Regions from separate parts of the Mus musculus genome. Here region 2 is linked to region 1. A link is a contact called in public Hi-C data. All regions are on one chromosome and are shown on one strand. Each heading gives the region's core, a stretch centred on a gene start, on an enhancer-like site or on the middle of the called end of the contact. The rest is flanking DNA. Distances are from core to core; before and after follow the strand shown.

The links. A called contact is a pair of places that touch in the nucleus more often than the background predicts.
Region 2: a Hi-C map of the G1E-ER4 cell line shows a contact between it and region 1, with 5 times the contacts expected there. The contact joins two enhancer-like sites. A contact is called at or near these places in 1 of 484 Hi-C or Micro-C datasets (the G1E-ER4 cell line) and 1 of 115 datasets of contacts at active chromatin or transcription factors (bone marrow-derived macrophages).

What each region holds. Positions count from the first base shown.
Region 1 is chr4:88,973,631-88,980,932 of GRCm38.p6, forward strand. The region is part of intron 1 of Gm34568 (predicted gene, 34568); the gene reads left to right. Among named protein-coding and RNA genes, the nearest start is that of Gm34568, 21 kb to the left of the region's middle. Within about 2 kb of position 4,056, at least 9 of the 459 cell types and tissues checked have an H3K27ac peak or open chromatin away from gene starts, as enhancers often do. A contact at or near this core is called in the G1E-ER4 cell line, where this site is marked.
Region 2 is chr4:89,508,956-89,516,085 of GRCm38.p6, forward strand. It overlaps Gm12610 (predicted gene 12610), which reads left to right. Exons shown (of 10, transcript NR_132431.1): 8 at 5,059-5,263; 9 at 6,163-6,354. Among named protein-coding and RNA genes, the nearest start is that of Dmrta1, 180 kb to the right of the region's middle. Within about 2 kb of position 1,251, at least 15 of the 459 cell types and tissues checked have an H3K27ac peak or open chromatin away from gene starts, as enhancers often do. A contact at or near this core is called in the G1E-ER4 cell line, where this site is marked.

The sequences.
Region 1 (7,302 bases), core at 2,806-5,305:
CTTGGCTACCACACAACTACACATAGGTTTTGACAAAGATGGTTTAATGCTTGTCAGTGTCTTTCTCACCTCTAAACAGAGATGAGCATTTGGTCATCAGGAGACAAGTATAGAAGACTTGATTTTAGCCCATTTTGGTTTTTAGGACATTATCCTACCAGTTGCCTTCTTGATTTAACTTAGATCCTGGGATTCTCTTTCTTTCTTTCTTTCTTTCTTTCTTTCTTTCTTTCTTTCTTTCTTTCTTTCTTTCTTTCTTTCTTTCTTTCTTCCTTCCTTCCTTCCTTCCTTCCTTCCTTCCTTTCTTTCTTTCTTTCTTTCTTTCTTTCTTTCTTTCTTTCTTTCTTTCTTTCATTCTTTCTTCCAGTACAGAATAACCATACACTTAATAACCTCAATCTTATTTTCAGTAAAGCCATGTACTTCCAAATTATATATAACTTTCTGCTTAAATTTCCCTGCTGGTTTCATTAAGCAAATCAATAAGTACTCTTTCCCTTCTTCAGATTAAACTCCAAAGCCTCTAAGCCTATGCTGTCCCCTCTGCTCCACTGCAATTGCTAGTTTCCCTTTATGGTCTTCAGAGAATCACTTACTACACTATACATATAAAAGCCTTGTCTCCTCTTAAGGATGTTGTTCAGGGAATTCATCAAAAGTCCCTGTGCATAGAAGTCTAAAAATGAAGTTCTTGCTGAATTTATCATGCTGTAACCATGGCCTCAAAGCATGCTGATGCAATATTGACTTTCATGCTACCATATTTCCTAATCCCTTTACAAAGCAATTAGACACTAGCATTGCTACTGTAGACACTGGAATAAGTTCCAGGCTTCTGCCAGCTCCTCTCCTCTCTGTACACCTTGGTTCTCGCCTCTGTTTTTCATAGAGATTTTCACACATGCATGTAATGTGTCTTGATCAAGTTCATCCTTCAGTCTCTCTCCTCCAATTCCTCCTCGACCCACTGCAACCCCCAACTCCTGCTTCCAGAACTTTTTTCTCTGGAGAGCATGAACAATACTGACCAGTATTCAGGGCTTGGCAGGCACTTCCATCTCTTAGTAACTTTACCTCAAACCACTACATGTTTGCAATGAGATTGACAGATTCCATCTGGAGCCACAAATAGAATGAGTGGGAAATGAGGTCAGTGCAGGTAAAAAAAAAAGTGCATATCAGACACTTGCTATTTCAGGACATCTCTGTTTTATTTAGTAACACTGAGAATATAATAAGAACAGCCATGGTAAAACAAACTGCCAGCCATGAAACTTCAGAGGCCAACACACCGGTACTAGCTGCTATAACTTGCAGCTCTGGCTCCAACTGGACTGTGACTCTCTTTAATAATGTAGTCAGAGGTGAGGTCTCCAACTGTCATTTCTTCTGATACCTGCCTTTTCTGTCTGTCTGAGCCCAAAGACATTTTCATTTCTAGCCAAGATGGTGACTAATATAGTTTACCTTGTACAGTTTATGGTTTCTCATGATGCAGCAAAAGGCCACTACTTCCAGCTACAAAGCTGGTCTTATGTCCTGGCCTTTCAAATTGTCTATGTATTTAGGCAAGAGGTTTAGGTTTTGTGGGCCTTCCCATAAATAATGTTATCCTTTCCTGATTCTGTGTTCTGCTGAGTTTTCTTTAAAACCCTTTCCCTGTGACTTGCATAAGAATTCTGTGAAAATAAGCCCCTTTATGAGCCAGGCTCATAGACTTAATGATAATCGGTCTCTCTCCCTCTCACACTGTTTCTTTTCATTCCAGATATTATTCTCCCCCCCACACACACACACCAGTCCACTGTTCCACATCCCATACCTCCTCCCCACCTCCTGTCTCCACAAGGATGTCTCCACCCTCCATCCCACCTGACCTCTTAACTCCCTGGTCTCTTGATGGTTAAGTGCATCTTCTCTGACTAAACCCAGACCCAGCAGTCCTTTGCTGTATATGTGCTGGGGGGCCTCATATCATCAGCTAGTGTATGCTGGCTGGTTGGTGGTCCAGTATTTGAGAGATCTCGGAGGTCCAGATTAATTGAGACTGCTGGTCATCCTATAGGGTTGCCCTCCTCCTCTGCTTCTTTCAGCCTTTCTCTGTTTCACCCAAAGGGTTCAGTAGCTTCTGTCCTTTGGCTGGGTGCAAATATCTGCATCTGACTCTTTAAGCTGCTTGTTGGGTCTTCTGGAGTACAGTCATGCTAGGTCCATTTTTGTGAGCACTCATAGCCTCAGTAATAATATCAGGCCTTGGAGCCTCCCTCTTGAGATGGATCCCACTTTGGGCCTGTTGCTGGACCTTCTTTTCCTCAGGCTCCTCTATTTCCATCCCTGTAGTTCTTTCAGACAGGAACAATTATGGGTCAGAGTTTTGACTGTGGGACGGCAACCCCCTTCCTCATATGATGCTTTGTCTTCCTACTGGAGGTGGGCTCTAGAAGTTCCCTCTCCCTAATGTTGGGCATTTCATCTAAGGTCCCTTCCTTTGAGTCCCAAGAGTTTCTCACCTCCCAGGGCTCTCATGCATTCTGGAGGGTCCCTCCAACCTCCTATGTCCAGGTTGCCTCAGGGCTTCAGTCCTTTTACCTCACCCAATGCCAGATCAGGTTCCCCTCTTCCCCCTCCCCCAAACCCTGTCCATTTTCCCTCCCAGGTCCCCCCCTCCCTCCCCACCTGTGATTGCTTTCTTCTCCCTCTCAAATGGGACTGAGGTGCCCTGAAATATCATCCTGAGTGAGGTAACTCAGACCCAAAAGGACATGCATGGTATGTACTCACTTATAAGTGGATATTAGCCCTCACAAAAGGACAGAATACCCAAGATGCAGTCCACAGAACTCAAAAGGTCAACAACTGTGTGTGTTTTAAAACAGTCTTACTATGCAGCCCAGGCTGGTGGTGTCAGACTTGAGATCTCCTTCCTTCAGTCTCCTAAGTGCTAGGATTAATTGGCCCTCTATTCACAAGTTCTACCTGTGCGCAGATTCGACTAATTGTGACTCAACACTCTAAGAGCTCTTCAGTCTTCAATGAACATGTGCAGACTTTTTGAACTCGTCATTTTTCCCTAAACAATATAGTTGTTTTGACCAAGTCTTGCACTGTATCAAGCATTTTAAGTAACCTAGAGATGATCTAAAGTATACAAGAGAAAGTGAGTGAGTTATAGGTAAATGCTACACAATTTTACACAAGGTATTTGAGCACCTGTATTTTAGTATCATCAGAAGGGACATCCTGAAACACTAGCCCTGCATGGGCATCAATGTGTTTTCTTTTTCTTAGGCTTTCTATGAGATTTGACCTTTTCTGCTCAATACTGTCCATGTCTCATGACCAACTATTTGTATCTCCCTTTTGTTCCATGCCTTGGAATTCTAACTATGATAATATCCTTCTAATAAAATCACTCCCAAATCTGGAGTTACAAGTAGAAAGGAATCTCTTGACTTTCAAGACTATGCAACCCTCTTTCATGTTCTGCTTTCAATGGTAAGCATTCCCACACTTCAGACCTTCACAGCAAGGGTCAACTGAGATCACTGAGATAAAAAATAAGATTGATTGAGAAAATACTGTGTGATAAAAGGTCTCCAAAAAATTTAACTACTAATGTTACCCTTGCCAAGTAAAATTCAGTCTGGCCCTGGGTAACTATACACTATTAGAATACTGGGAAGCAAGCCACAGTGGAAAATATGACTGACCTAGGATTGCCATAGTGTAAGGAATCCCAAGCTAACCACGTAATTTATATGGAGAGAGAAGAGGAAAGAAGAGGGGAAGAGAGGAGAGGAGAAGAGAGGAGAGGGGAGGGGAGGGGAGGGAAGGGAAGGGAAGGGAAGGGAAGGGAAGGGAAGGGAAGGGAAGGGAAGGGAAGGGAAGGGAAGGGAAGGGAAGGGAAGGGGGAGGAGAGAGAGGGAACTAATTTTTTCTGATATCTACCCCAGAGCCAGATATATTAATTTAGTCACAGTAGACACACAGAAGAACTGAAAGCCCTACCAGAAGACTAGCCAAGGCACCAACTGAGCCAATCACTATCTTCAGTTGAGTTGCGTTTGCCTGGGGGCAGAGATAAGCTGTTTTCTCTGTGCTCTGCCTGAATATCTGACCCCAGGTCCATGAACACAATAAAAGAGCTATTGCTTTATGATGTTAAAATTTGAGGTAATGTGTTAATTATTAGTAACAGTAACTTGGCGCTATCATTAGACAAGTAGATGGAACCTGTATTAGTTGCTTTTCTGTTGTTGTAATAAAATACCATGACCAAAAGCAACTCACAGAAAATGAGTTTATTCTGGCTTGTGGTTTCAGAGGGTGGGAATACATAATGATGAGGAAAGCAGGGCAGTAGGTGTCAGGACAAAGAAGTTGGCAGATCACCCTTCATCCACACACAAGTAGTAGATAAAGAACAGGAAGTGAGATAATGGTATAATCTATCAAAGTTCACCTACTTCTTCCAGCAAGTCTGCACCTCCTGAAGTTTCCACAAACTCTCCAATGATGGATCAAGTATTCAAATACATAAGCCTTTGGGGACAATTGTCATTCAAACCACCACAAAACCTTTACCTGAAAGAGTGCATTTGTGGCAATTCATGGTAATGTATAAGACCTTCTCTTTGCAATGTCAGATCACATGCAATAGAACATGACTAGCAGCTGAGTAGCTCCCGAATTGCCTCATCTGCCGAGGACATGGCTAATAAACCACAGCCGTGACTCCCCTGAAAGTGAACTTCAGCTGTTATCATTGGAGCTGTCTGGACAAGTACTGTGCATAGATGATGTAGCCTCGTACTCTCTCTTCTGTGGTCGTCCTCTTCTCTGCATCTTTAAAGGGGCCTGAATCAAATGTGGACGTGTATACAGAGTGAGTGTGATAGTTTATAACTGTAATCCCAGCACATAGGAGGCTATGGCAGGAGGATCAACACGATTCTGAGACTAGCCTGGGCAACACTGCAAGTGAGACCTGTGTCTTAGTTACTTTTCTATTGCTGTGAAAGAACACGTGACCAAGACAACTTATAAAGAGAAGCATTTAATTGGGGACGGAGCTTGCTTACAGTTTTATAGGGTAAGTTCATGACCATCTTGCCAGGGAGCATGGGAGTAGACAGGCACTATAGTAATAGCTGAATGCCTAGATTTTTATCTGCAAGTTGGAGGAAGAGAGAGAGAAACTCGGCCTGTTGTGGGCTTTTGAAACCTAAACTCCCACCTCCAGTGATATCAAGAAGGCCAGACCTTCCCAACTAGGGACCTAGCATTCAAATATATAAACTTATAAAGATCATTCTTATTCAAACAACCACATTGTTGCAAAAAGTAAATAAATATTAATAGTAACATATATCTGGTATCAGATTGGTATCTTTTCAGACATAATTTATTTGAAAAGATGCACTAAATTAAAATAATAATTTAAAAAGTATCTGAGTAAGTTGTATTGATTTAATGAAAAAAATCAGATCTAAAAAATATATGAAATCAGCCAGTAGACTAACTAACAACAACAACAACCCAATACCAGACACAAGAAATTTTTTTCAAGTGGTTGGTCAGTGTAGTCTAAGTGATTCCCCAAACAATATAAGCTGTTGCTGTTGTACTTGGCTGCCCCTCAGAGGGTGAAGCTATGCCTCTATAGCTAACGACCCAGAATACTAAAGACTTTGATTATCTGAGTTGGATTGAACCTGAAAGCCTTCTTCCTGTGGCCTAACTTGCATAGTACCATAAAATACTTGGCAAACTGTCAAGAGAGGAAACCAATTAATATTCCCATACAGCTGTGATACCTATGAACTACAATAATGACCAGCATGGCAAGATGTCTGTTAAGGTGCAATAGTGGCACCCAGATGTTGGTGGTAACCAACAATTCTCTAGTTAGACTTAAGGACCACAGAACAGGAGAGAAATCATGATTCATATTAGAAACATAGCTACCCTTCCCTAGAGCTAGTGAGGTCATGGACCTTAACAAAATACTACTACTACTACTACTACTACTACTACTACTACTACTAATAATAATAATAATAATAATAATAATAATCTATTACTGCCATTTTGCTAGAGCAGAATACCTCCTTACAGTCTAAATCTTATACCCACAGATAAGTATAGCTGTCACCTTTTATCAAAGAATCTTGTGCTTACAGCAAATGGAGAGCTTCACAAAACCCACAACTGGACACAGTGCAGAGATCAGTGGATCATGAGAAGCCCAGGCCCCTTGAATACATGTTTATTATAGTTCCGGCATTGCTGGCTCAGGAAATATCCAGGAAGATGGTGAAGAAAACTGTAAGAGCCACGATACCATGAAGTCTGCTGTGAGACAGTGCCTACTAGAAATTGCTGCATAAATAAAACCTAAATAGTGGCACTATCATTAGACATGCTGATTTGTCAGAGGAAAGTCTCACAGGGTCCTACCCCTATACAAAAAACTTTATGCTAAGAAATGGAAAATTAGTGCCTCTCAGGCATGACACTCCGCCCCCATTGATTTTCCAATATAAAGTCGTCATCCCTAAAACCATATACACCCAAAATAAAAACAGACTCAGCAGTTTATATGTATGTATTTGTACACACACACACACTCACACACACACACACGTTTAGCATACATGTATACAAATATATATGTGCAACACTAATAATCAAAGTAAAAGAGGCTACTAATTTGAGCTTGAAAGGGGGAAAGTGATGAGTGTTGGGAATTGGGTCTAATGCTTTGAATTAATTCATGCCCCCAAATCGGGAATCTGCTTGTCCAAATGCTGAAGGTCCTTGTCCCCAATTGTTTTTTGATCTGTCAATAAAGAGCCAATAGCCAATGATTGAGCAAGTAGAGTGAGGTGGAACCTTTGGATTTGGGCAGGCCAGGAACTGGAAGAAAAGAGAGGAAATCACCATGGTTCGGAGGGAAGCAAATCAGATTTAGAGCTGCAGAAGGAACATTATCCGAAATGTAGGTAAGAAGGAATGCGGCCCCTGAAAGGGCTGCCCAGAAGCATCTTGGGCAGTAAAGACTAGGGAGCCGCCCAGAAGGAGCCAGGGCAACAAAGATGAAATATAGAATTAGAGGGTGTTAAGCCAGGATTACAGGTGGGAAATGTGCATTAGCCGCTGGGAGGATTAGAACTTCACAGCCTTTGAGCTAGCTAGCCAAGGCTATAAAAATAACTGGTGTGTGTGTGTGTGTGTGTGTGTGTGTGTGTGTGTGTGTGTGTGTGTTTCATTGGTGGAACCAAAGCAGTGTAGCCAACAACA
Region 2 (7,130 bases), core at 1-2,500, 530 kb after region 1:
CTTTTCTGTTCCAGCCCCAGCAGTTTATACCTGCCCACCTGCTTTGGCTTTTTCTCTTGCTCATTTACGCACTTATTTATGTGTGTTAACTTCCCAAGAATTCTCTCTTAACATTTCAAAAGTATCTCTCATCTTTCATTATGAGTTGTTTGCAACTCCTACAAACCTAATGCTGCAAAATTAGTTCTTATATTTTTTGAGATTATAATATAATTAATTACATCATTTCCCCCTTCCCTTTCCTTCCTTCAAAGCTTCCCATAAACCCTTGCTTGCTCTTTCTCAGATTCATGATGTCTTTTTTATTCATGATTGGTGTGTGTACACACACACACACACACACACACACACACACACACACACATATATATTCCTAAATATATATGTACAACTGCTCAACCTGATTAATATTACTTGTACGTATGCGTTCAGGGCTGACCACTTCGTGTTACATAAGCAATAATTGGTTATTGGATAATTAGTGTGCCCTTCCCTGGGGAAGACTATTTTCCCATTATCAAGGTTCCTTAGTTGAAAATCTGATTTTTTTTTAATCTTCAACAACTCAGAAATATTTCAATATGTGTGGAAGTTTTTTTAAATTCATCTGACTACTGGGGCTAAATTTAGCCAAGGCATTGTCATTGTACAGAGTCAAACTTCATAGGCTTATTGTTAGTTGCAAGATGTGACTATACACAAAATAACCATAAAAGTTGTAGTCATAGAATAAATACCGATTGGCCAAACAGTGCATCTCCTCTCTTCATTTGTCATTTCCTTTCTTTCCTCATGTAATTATTTCTTCATTTGTTTCTTTACCTACGTCTGGAAGAAAATACTCTACGTGGCCATCATTGTTCCTAGTGCATGGGAGGTACAGGGTGGCATAGGAGGATGTGGGGCCTACCCTGGAAGATGGGGAGGTGTGTTGTTTGAATATGCCAAGAAAAAAAAATAAAACAGGTTGCATACTACCATGTCCAGTGTGCCTTTGGTTTAACCCTCTTTGAGATCCCTTGGTCATCTATTATCCCGGGGGAATTTTGTTAGATTCACATTTCCAGTGTGGTGACAGATGTGCGTTACATTTAAATGAAGCCGGAGCACAACACAGTGCCTTACTGAGGCGTAATGCAGCAGTGCCTTTGAGAAAAAAATAACGTGTACTCTCTGTGAGAAGCACCCTCCTGTATCTGCGGTGCCAGACAACGGATTTCAGATGCATTTATGACATCTGGTGCTCTTTGCTGCCTGTTATCTCTGAGCTGAGTGAACCTGCTGCCTATGTCGCAGTGTTGGCAGAGGGGTGGCCAGGAGTGGAGCTTTGTCAGAGGATACCGAACCCTCCGAATGACAAGAGGCTGTGCAAGTGTCAGTGGCTATAGTTTTAGGAGGTGTTTTAGAGTGTAAGGGGAAAGGGGTAATCTCTGGAGGAGCTTGGTGCCATTGGCTGGAAATAACAAGTTACAAGTGTTTGGCATGTCATCTGTATGTCTTGTTTTGTTTTTGTTGTTTTTTTTTAGTTTTGTTTTGTTTCTCTTTCCTTTATTTAATCTAATGAGTCTGTATCCTGTGAGGCTCTGACACACCAGCTGTTCTGCTAACAGACAGGAATCTCGAGGTTGTCTCCAGCTCATCTTTAGTGGAGATGCTGTGACACGCTTGGGAGGGGACCATCTGACTGTGGAATTGCCTGAAAGAGTCCATCTTAGGCCTGTTTAGGAAGTTCTCTTCTGGAAGTTTGAAGAGTTGTGAGGGGCCCTGGCTTTCTCAGGTTCCTTCTATCCCCGACATCATAAAAAAAAAAAACAAAAAACCTCCCATTTGTTTTGATGTTATATTTCTTCCTGTTTTATATGGAGCACAGCATATGTGGCATTTTTTTTTCTTTCACTTTCAAAGGAACTGTATTTAGGACAGGAAACATGGCATTTAATGTCCTGGGGCCAATTGGCATCAATTTTTTAAATTTTTAAAAAATTATTACCCTTAATCATTCCTCACAGTCCAGTCGCTATCCCCGACCTGTTCCGCCCTCCAACACTTCTTCATCCCATTCCTCCCCCACCATCTCCAAGAGGATGTCCCCACCCTCCACACCCCACCACACCTCCCCACTTTTTGGAGCCCCAAGTCTCTCAAGGGCTAGATGTGTCTTCTCTCACGGAGGCCAGACCAGGCAGCCCTCTGCTGCATATATGTTGGGGGGGGGGCGGAGGGGTGGTCTTTAGAGTGGCTGCCTGGTTGGTGGCTCAGTGACTGAGAGATCTCAGGGGTCCAGGTTAGATGAGACTGCTGGTCCTCCCATGGGATCACCCTCCTCAACCTTATCCAGCCTCTCCCCGAGTTCAACCACAGGGGCCCCCGCTTCTGACCGTTGGTTGGGTGCGAGTATCTGCCTCTGTCTCAGCCAGCTGCTTGTTGGGCCTCTCAGAGGACAGCCATGCTAGGCTCCTGTCTGTAAGCACATCACAGCATCAGTAATAGTGTCAGGCCCTGGAGCCTCCCCTTGAGATGGATCCCAATTTGGGCCAGTCACTGAACCTCCTTTCCCCCAGTCTCCTCTCCATTTTTGACCCTGCAGTTCTCCCAGACAAGAACAACCCCGGGTCAGAGTTTCTGACTGTGAGATGGCAACCCCATCTCTCCACCCGATGCCCCTGTCTTTCTATTGGAGGTAGACTATGTTTCCTTTCATTCTGCTGATCCTTGAGGCTTCACTCCTGGTCCCCAGCACCAATACCTGATCATGTTTCTTCTTTCCCCTGTCCCCACTCCTGCCCAGTTCCCTCCCTCCCTCTGCCTTCTGTTTTCTTCTCCCTCCCAAGTGGGATTGAAGCATCTTCACTTGGGCCCTTTGGCTTGTTAACTTTCTTGAGTTCTCTGGATTGTGTCCTAGGTATTCTGTACTTTTTTTTGACTAATATCTACTTATTAGTGAGTACATACCATGCATGTCTTTTGGGTCTGAGATACCTCACTCAGAATGATATTTTCTAGTTCCATTCATTTGCCTGCAAAACTCATGATGTCCTTGTTCTTAATAGCTGAGTAGTATTTCATTGTGTAAATTAACCACATTTTCTGTACCTATTGTTCTGTTGTGGGGCATGTGGGTTGTTTCCAGCTTCTGGTTATCATGAATAAGGCTGCTATGAACATAGTGAAACACATGCCCTTGTGGCATGATGGGACATGCTTTTGGGTATGTGCCTAAGAGTGGTATAGCTGGGTCTTCAGATAGATCTATTTCCAATTTTAATACTGTGCTAGGAACAACATCATAGGTTAACACCTTCATACTGTTGTTATCATTTCAGCCTCTGCAGGATGGTGATGACACAGACGTCTAACTCTAGGAAGCTATTGATGGCTGTGGCTAGATCAGTTCAGTGATCTTCAAATTAAGTACTAATTGGATGGGAATAGGAGCAGAGTCATGTCAACTGAGGATCAGATAGAATGAATACTGAATGAAATATTTGGTTCTATTTTTAACACATGAACTTACTTAGTATATAGTCCTGTGAAGCTAGAGAAAGTACCCAAGGAGCTGAAGGGGCCTGCAACCCTATAAGTAGAACAACAATATGAACTAACCAGTACCCCCAGAGCTCATATCTCTAGTTGCATATGCAGCAGAAGATGGCCTGGTCGGCCATCACTGGGAAGAGAGGCTCCTTGGTATTGCAAACTTTATATGCCCCAGTACAGGGGAATGCCAGGGCCAAGAAGGGGGAATGGGTGGGTAGGGGAGCAGGGCAGAGGGAGGGTATAGGCAACTTTCGGGATAGCATTTGGAATGTATATAAAGAAATTATCTAATAAAAAAGTAAATAAATTAAAAAAACCTCTTGTTAAGACATGATAATATAGTGTTTCTCCACGATTTGAAAGTTTTGCGTTCATTACTTCTTGACATTCTCTATATCTTTGGGTATGAAAGAAAGAAAGAAAGAAAGAAAGAAAGAAAGAAAGAAAGAAAGAAAGAAAGGAAGGAAGGAAGGAAGGAAGGAAGGGAGGAAGAAGGAAGAAAGAAAGAATTTTTGTTTCTCTTCAGATATCTGTTTCAGAATTTTGCATGAATTAGTCAAAGTGTTATAAATTTTAAAATAAAATTAAAATGAGAAGGGTAACTTATATTTTATTCAAACCATACTATTTCCATCTAGTGTATTATAAGGTAGCATTATTATACTCAGTTTATACATGGCAGAGGTGTGGCATCTTCACTGCAGATGGCCTGGGATCTGGACGCAGACCCTGAAGCGAGATGGATAAATGCCAAGGATCTGCTTATTTGGAGTCTTTTTTGTTTTTTAAATTTTCAATTAATTATATTGCTTCTCCTTTCTCTTTCCTCTGTCCTAACCCTCCCATATTTCTCCCAAAGCTCTTATTCAAATCCATGGCCTCCTTTTCTACTGACGGTGATGCATGCATATATGTATTCATATATACATATATTTATAAATATAACCTGTTCAGTGTACACAGATTGTTACATGTATGCATGCTTTCAGGGCTGACCATTTATTTGACACTGAACAACCAGCTGGAGTCCTCTTCCCTGGGAAGGATGACCTTGCCTGCTCCCAGGTTTCCTCAGTGTGGACAGTCTTTTCAAGCTCCAAGTGGCTTTTGAGAACAGAGTGGTTGTTTGAAATATTTTTAAGTTGTTTGCTTCTATCCTTCCTCTATAAGAAAAAAGGAAACATGGCAAATAAATTTGTTTCAAGAAGACCTATATCTTGATCTGGAAAGATCTGCACAAATATTTTGATCCCATGTAAACTACATCAAACAAACTTTTCAGTTGTTTATTTTCTAAGTTAGGCTGCTTTCAGGGATAAGGATTGTAAAACCTGGCATTGTTGACATGTATTTTGCTTTAATATTTTTTTTGCAGAAACCAGAACCTTCCAGTTTTATTGCATGGCAGAACTATTTACTGACTTGTCTTTGCAGCAGATTATTGCATTTAAGGTGCCATGACCGTCTAAGAAGGCATTATTATTTTTAATCATTGTTATTACTTATTATCTTTTATTTCAGCTAAAAATTGAGGATGAAAGTCTAGGTGACTTTCTGGTGGCTGTGCAGATGAGAAGTCGGACAGTGGCACTGCAGTTTGCTCTGATTGACTCTGGAGCCTGTGTTTGAAGCTACAGCAATACAACAGTCTGCTCCAGCGCTGAGCTTGTAGGAAGGCGACCACTCCAGGCCGACTCAATGGCTTTAGCCTCCAGAGTTATCGTCGGTGAGACTACACCAGAGGGTTCAGTTTTTGAACAGCATCCTTTTGTTGCAGACCCTTCGAATCCAATCCTTTTAAAGTTCCTAGGCCCAGATAATATTACTACCACCGTTAAGTTGCATATGGGAAGCCAGGACCTTGGGGCTTGGGAAGCCAGCACAGTTGTTTTGTGAATGGATTCGCTGCCTTTTCGTTTTCTATTGCTGTGATGAGACACTATGTCCACAAGCAACAAGGAAAGAGTTTGATTCAGTTTACAACTGGTAATATACAACCCAGGCAGTCGGAGTAAGGATTGATGCAGAGGCCATAGTAGCGTGCTGCTTACTGGCTTGCTTACGCTACTCTCTTAGAGTACCAGAATATCGGTCCATTCCCTCCCATCCCCACCACATACACCCTTTGCCCAGGGATTGTACCACCCACAGTGAGCTCCTACACCAATCTCAAACAGGAAAATGCACACAGGTCAGTGTGGTTGGAGTACTTTCTTAACCAAGGTTTCCTCCTTCCCAATGACTCCAGTTGTTATCAAGATGATATAAAAACTAGCCAGTACAGTGGTTTATGCAGATTTGTAACTCCATACATTAGATCCTGGCTACTTATTTTAAAGACATACACAACAGTATGTCTATTTCATAATTTCTTTTCGTTACGGTTCTTCCAAAAAGTCTAAAATTGTACAAATGGTAGCCGTTTCGACGAGGGAAGCATTTTGTTGTTAGTGTTGGATTATTATTATTTTGAGGAGTCACATGTATAGCAAACAGGATGCAACTGGACATGTTAGGCAAGCTGTTGCTAAGCTGAGATCTACAAAGGATTAGATTCTCATTATTCCTCGCAATTAGCCCCAAATATCTTCATATGCTCAGTGTCTCAATTATTTTATTTTTCAGTTTGGCAGGAAGTCTTAAAGAACCCCACAGCGTGCCCTTCCGCCCCTGGCACATCATAAGCTATTTTGGGATGAGTCATCGGAATTCTGTGGTTTGCATATCCTGAAGGGGAAGAGAAGACACTGTATGGCTAACATTTATTTGAAATAGCAAGTTGGAAAGAAAAATTCTTCGATAAAAGTTCAGCATTAGGTAAGAAACACCAGAGGCTCTCTCCGTTCTTTTATGAAGATTTTGTCTGTATGTACGTCTCTGACAATACCATACAGAAGTAACTCTTCTGCCTGTGCACAGTCCCAGCTTTATGTACTGCCCACTGAAATCTGAGCAGGTGTTTAGTAGCAGTAATTCACAAGCAATAAGCAAATGGCTGTTTTTTCATTGGAGTTTGTGCTATAGATGAAGATCCAGGTCATTTCTCTGAGACTGCTGGATAACACCACCAACACTGTCATTGTACAATATGATGAAGTCCACTCTGTCATCTGTAACAACAAAAAGTACTGGCCAAGGAATACAGGGATTTTTTCTTTAGCGTCAAAGTAGATGATGAAGATGGTTTGTAATTAAAACAGAAAAAAAAAGCCCAGCTCATTTGGAAAAAACTGATTGTGAATGGAAAAAGAGAAATAGGTACAATTTACTTGGGATCTTAGTGTAGACAGATACTACATCCCAAACACCGAGTGCTTGAGTGAATGTGCTGTGGTGTTTGACAATAAGATTTGCTGTACAGAGAGATCCGTAGATGCAGCAACTGTCCATCACTCTTTTATAAGTGTCTCACAGTGCCCTTGCTTCCTAGTTCTCTTTGCTCTAACTATACGGCACTGAGTCAACCTCCAGCCTCTGATGAGATGCAAGAGCATCCTGACTCTCAGAGGGTGCTGTCTCAGTTCAGAATCAGCGATGTTTAATTCTGGGTTGTATCTCACAACAGGAAGCACAGGCTGGGGTTTGTGCCAGTA